Linked DNA regions of Sus scrofa: region 2 is linked to region 1. The links are chromatin contacts, called in public HiChIP or PLAC-seq maps. All regions are on one chromosome and are shown on one strand. The core of a region is the stretch at or near the end of the contact, and the rest is flanking DNA. Distances in the headings are between cores, read along the strand shown. Region 1 has its middle 120 kb from the start of PFKFB3. Region 2 has its middle 23 kb from the start of PFKFB3.

What was found. HiChIP or PLAC-seq counts read pairs in DNA pulled down with a chosen protein or histone mark.
Region 2: a contact with region 1 is called in an H3K27ac HiChIP or PLAC-seq map of alveolar macrophages. The contact joins two enhancer-like sites. A contact is called at or near these places in 1 of 47 Hi-C or Micro-C datasets (liver) and 1 of 2 datasets of contacts at active chromatin or transcription factors (alveolar macrophages).

What each region holds. Positions count from the first base shown.
Region 1 is chr10:64,740,706-64,743,405 of Sscrofa11.1, reverse strand. No RefSeq gene overlaps it. Among named protein-coding and RNA genes, the nearest start is that of PFKFB3, 120 kb to the left of the region's middle. Within about 2 kb of position 1,400, at least 11 of the 83 cell types and tissues checked have an H3K27ac peak or open chromatin away from gene starts, as enhancers often do. A contact at or near this core is called in alveolar macrophages, where this site is marked.
Region 2 is chr10:64,880,529-64,883,228 of Sscrofa11.1, reverse strand. No RefSeq gene overlaps it. Among named protein-coding and RNA genes, the nearest start is that of PFKFB3, 23 kb to the right of the region's middle. Within about 2 kb of position 1,373, at least 3 of the 83 cell types and tissues checked have an H3K27ac peak or open chromatin away from gene starts, as enhancers often do. A contact at or near this core is called in alveolar macrophages, where this site is marked.

The DNA.
Region 1 (2,700 bases), core at 151-2,650:
GTGTTCTTACACAATTATTAGTAGAAGTACTTCATACGTTGCTGTCTTCTCCCGGAGATTTACGTTTTCTTCTGTCAGGTGCCCGAGGGCACTAACGACCTGACTACATCAATCCAGTTTCAGTGATTGAGCTCATTTGTTGTTGTTTTTTTGTCTTTTTTTGCCTTATCTTGAGCCGCTCCCGCAGCATATGGCAGCATATGGAGGTTCCCAGACCAGGGGTCGAATCGGAGCTGTAGCCGCAGGCCGACACCACAACCACAGCAAGGCGGGATCCCAGCCGTGTCTGCGACCCACACCACAGCTCATGGCAACGCCGGATCCTTCACCCACTGAGCAAGGCCAGGGATCGAACCCGCAACCTGATGGTTCCTAGTTGGGTTCGTTAACCACTGCCCACAACGGGAACTCCTGATTGAGCTCATTTGAAACTGAGCCATTGTCCCCTAGGGTGGCCTATTTATCAGGTAGACCCGTGAGGTCCCCATTCAAACAGAAGGACTTTCACCATGTCCCACTCCTATGTCTCTCCTTGGATCCAGTGCCCGGCCCCTTAGCCAGGTGAGGCTGTTGGGTCACTGCTCAGCCTCGGGGCCAACCTGTCTAGAAGAGCAGACGCCTCCAGGAGCAAAGTAGTTCTCTGCGTTCCTGAGTGAATCTCCCTGGCCTTTATCTTTCCCGCGGGCAACTCTTCACTATGTTTTTTGCTTCGTGTTATGTCCAGGTAGATGTTTTTCACATTTTTGCCACTGTACGAATTGTTCTCAGCAGGGTGTTTTGTTGCAATTCCCTGTTCTCTGCTTTCAGGAGTGGCCGTCTTATTGTTTCCATTTTAGAGATGAAGATACTGAGACTTGGCATCAAGGACTTTCCCTAAACAAAATTAAGGCTGGACGATAGACTCAGGGGTTGAGGATGACTTAGACCCGTCTTAGGGAGTACCACGTAATGTTTTCTTTTCCTCTTCAAGACTCAGGAAGGTGGGAGTTTCCGTTGTGGCTCAGTGGGTTAAGACCCTGACTAGTGTCCATGAAGATGTGAGTTCAATCCCTGGCCTCATTCAGTGGGTTAAGGACCTGGAGTTGCTGTGCCTGTGGCTAGGCAGGCAGCTACAGCTCTGATTCTACCCCCCCCCCCCCAGCTGGGAACTTCCGTATGCTGTGGGTGTGGCCCTAGAAAAAAAAACAAACAAACTCCAGAAAAGTTATCTGACGAGGTTATGCTACCAGTGCTGGGGAATTAACCTTTGCCACCAGAAAGACATTGCAGTTACGAAGCCGGGAGTGACTTAGTGCTGAGAAATGGGGAGAAAAGAGGTTTGGCGTGTGGGGAGAGGGGTAGAAGGCTTACCCGTTTCTCGGGAAGATCATTAACCAAGGCTTATATTTCTGGCCACTGGCTGAGTCATTTATACACACAACGTCAAAGCCAGCACCCGTCATTGCAGAAGTGAGGAGGCCATTTAATGTAACTCCGGATGTGATTTTCTTTTCTCTTCTATTCTTTTCTTTTCTTTTTTATCTTTTTAGGGCCACACCCATGGCATATGGAGCTTCCCAGACTAGGGATCAAGTCAGAGCTACATCACAGCCACGGCAACGCCGGATCCTTAATCCACTGAGCGAGGCCAGGAATCGAACCCACAACCTCATGGTTCCCAGTTGGATGCGTTTCTGCTGCGCCACCACGGGAACTCCACTACTGATGTCATTTTAATCTACCTTTTGGAAAATGGACGTTTACAGGCTTGGGGACATGGGACAAGAGTCCCGCATCGTATCCTCTCGTGCCTGTGACCTGGCCAACCTGCTTTCTTTCTCCACGCGCCAAGTCTGTCCTCCCTTGAGGAGCTAACAATTCAGATTTGTTCCTCTTTGGTGTGAAAAGTATAGTGAGGGAGTTCCCGTCGTGGTGCAGCGGAAATGAATCCGACTGGGAACCATGAGGTTGCGGGTTCGATCCCTGGCCTTGCTCAGTGGGTTAAGGATCTGGCGTTGCTGTGGGCTGTGGTGTAGGTTGCAGACGCAGCTCGGATCCCATGTTGCTGTGGCTGTGGTGTAGGCCAGCAGCTGTAGCTCTGATTAGACCCCTAGCCTGGGAGCCTCCATATGCTGTGGGTGTGGCCCTAAAAAGAGAAAAGACAAAAAAAAAAAAAGCGCAGTGTGGCTGGTGTTACTCACTCTTCCACCGTGAGACTGGAATAATGGTTTTGCTGTAACTGCTTGATTGTGTCACCCCGGGGGGTAAAGGCCTCCCGTGGGGCTTTCCGCAGGCTGTTTTTTCCTCTTCCCAGGGCTCTTGGGCTTCGTGACAGACCCTGTAAGCACAGCCGATGTGGCCTGGGTGGCCTGGCCGGGCCCGCCTCCCTGGCCTCATCTCAGGCCTTTCACTCCACCAGGCATATAACTTTCCACTCTCCCTCGTCCTGGTCCTTGGTCTCGCCCTTCTCTTGCAAGGCCTTTGTACCTGCTGTCACTTCTGGCGAACAGGTGTCCCCTTCCCTCCTCACCCAGTTAGCGCCTGGCTCATCGGGTGTCACATCCTCAGGGGACGACACGTCCTTCTCATGACCAGCTCAAGTCCCTGTGACACGCACTCCTTGGACCACCTGCCTCTCCCGCGGGAGCCCTGCAGGGGTCCTCTTGTGTTTCTTGGTGTAACTGCTTTGCCTCGCACCTGCTCTCTTGCCAGGCTGACGCC
Region 2 (2,700 bases), core at 124-2,623, 140 kb before region 1:
GAACCTCGATTGCATAAGAGATGTCCCTTGACCCCTCTTTGGGGTTCGTGACACTTTTTATCTGTAGTCCTAGCCTCCAGCTCGTACCTGGCACAGAATAAACTGGCAGTAAATCTGCTGTGTGTGAAGTACTTAGGCCGTCGGGGTCTGAGCAGGTCTGTGCGGTGCAGCGAGGTCTGAGGAGGCATCAAGGAGAGGGGACGTGACGTGTGCTGGGGCTTGAAGGAGGGGGGCCATTGCCGTCTGGGACGGCGAGGGGGCTTTGCAGGCGGAGCTGTGTGGGGCGGGCAGAGGCCTTCTGACCTTGGACGGGTTCCCATTCCACCCCCTGCTCTATGAGTTACCCCCCTCCAATGTCTTTAATTAATTTTATTTTTGGCAGAGGCTGTAGCAGGTGGAGGCTCCCAGGCCAGAGGTCAAACCCGCCCCGCAGCAGTGACCTGAGCCGCAGTAGTGACGACACCAGATCCTTAACCACTAGGCCACCAAGGAACTCCTCTCCCCTATTTTTAAAAGCAACTTTTATTACAGATGTATAGACGGCTGTGACGGTAGTGCAGAGTCTCGCATCCACTGCCAGCTCCCCTCTTCCTGATCCTCCATTCGCTTGGTGCCTCTGCCACGGCTGATGAACCAATGCGGCCGCATGTTTCAAACCTTTAGAATATACGTTATTCACACACATTGTGCTCCATTCCGCGCTCTCTAGGTGAGAGCTGAAGTCCTTCTTCTGCCTTAGGAGTCCAGTTGGGGTCCTGCTTCCCATTGAGTGAGTCTTGTCTTCTCAGGCTCCTCTTGGTTGACTGTTTCTCAGACTTGCCTTGTTGGGGGATGACCGTGACGGTTTCGAGCACCGCTCAGTGTTTTGTCATCATCCCTCAGCCGGGAAAGGTCGGCTGTCTTTCCCATGGTTGGACGGGGGTGGACTTTCCGGGCGAGCAGAACCGCAGAAGTGGAGTGTGTTCCCGCCACCTCGCATCAAGCGTGTGCACGCAGAGCACAGCTGGTTACTGTTGACCTTGACCCGATGGCCTGGCAGAGGTCGGGTTGGCCAGGCCTCTCCCCTGGGAGGTTACGCCTTCGTCTCCCTGTCCACACTCTGCTCTTTGGAGGAGAGTCGCTGTGCACAGCCCACACTTGAGGAGGAGGAGCTGTGTTCCACCTCCTTAGGGTGGAGGAGCCACAGAAATTGTTGGAAATTCAGTTCTTCCCCCACATGTTTACGGATTCAGCCATTTATACCAGTTTGAACACGTGGCTCTTTATCTTACGCTTTGCATTACCATCCAGTCTCATTTTGTGCTGTTGCTCGCCTTGCTCCAGCTCTGGCTATTGGAAGCTTCTGCCCTTGGCCCACGTATCCCTTTAGCTTTCAACATCCCATCATGGTGTGGTGTTATCACACTTCCTTACTCTCGGGAACCACAAGATGCCCCAGGCTCACCCTGTCTTTCCCGCCCCCGCCCAGAATCAGCCGCTTCTCCAAGGAGCCAGGCATGGCTCCTTGTACCGGAGGATGGTATTAGAAACCCAGATCTGGGTGGCAGGTATGCTCGTTGCTGTTGGCGTGTCATTGGGTCCAGGCTGCCTCAGCTGATGGAGCAAGGAAATGCATGTGTGTAGAAAGGGACCCATCTGTATAGTAAGGTAAGCCCAGGTCCTGCTGATGTCCCCAACTCTGCTCCGATCTTTCTCGCCTCCCCCACCCGCTTGACGGTAACTTCCCACTGCAGCACCCGCTTCATTGCTCAGTCCCAGGGTCCCGACGAGCCCTTTGGGGGTTGTCAATCCACCCAGTGGACCCCAGTCCTTTCCGGAGCTACTTAGCTTGACTCTTCATCCCCCACCCCAGCCCTCAGGGATCCTGTTTTATGTGTTTGTGAAGCATTTCAATGTATTTGCCGCATTCTACGTGTCATCCTGGGATCCAGCAACATTCTAAATGAGTTTTTCAAAACCTATGTACATCAAGGCTTCTTCTTTGGCAGTGAAGTTTTACGGGCTTTGGCAAAGGCTTAATGTTGTGTAGTCACATGAGACTACCCTTCAGAACGGTTTCACTGCCCTCTGCCCTAAAAGCCGCCCTGTGCCACCCGTATTCACCCTGTGCCTGGCAGCCCCTGCTGTTTACTGTCTCTGCCGTTTTGCCTTTTCTGGATCACGTAGTGCAATCATACATTATGCAGCCTTTTCAGTCTGGCCTCCTTCACTTAGCATCGTGCATTTTCAAGTCGTCTGTACCCCTTTGTGGCTGGACAGCTCGTTTTTTATCCTGTTATCTGGAGGCAACCGTTTCTTTATCCGTTTCCCTACTGAGGGGCAGCTTGGCCACTTCTGGGTTTTGGTGACTATGAATAAAGCTGCTATGAACATTTATGCACAGGCGTGGGTTTTTTTTTGTGGATATAAGTGTGTCCATTCATTGGGTGAGTGGGGAGTGGGATTGCTGGATTGCAGGGCAGGGCTGTTTAGTTTCGTCTCTCCCGTGTTCTCAGACTCGCTGTACTGATGGCTTTTCTCCCGTCTCTGTCTTCCTTGGGGGAAACGTCCACCCCTGGAATGTTAACCCACTCGGCTATTCCCCATGGGCCCTCCTGTTCTTCCTTCCGGGCCGGGCTCTCCGAGAGCCGCCCCCTCTCCTGCCTCCTCTTAGTCTGTTCAGCCCTTCGGTTCAACCCACACCCAGGGAACGGGGTTGCA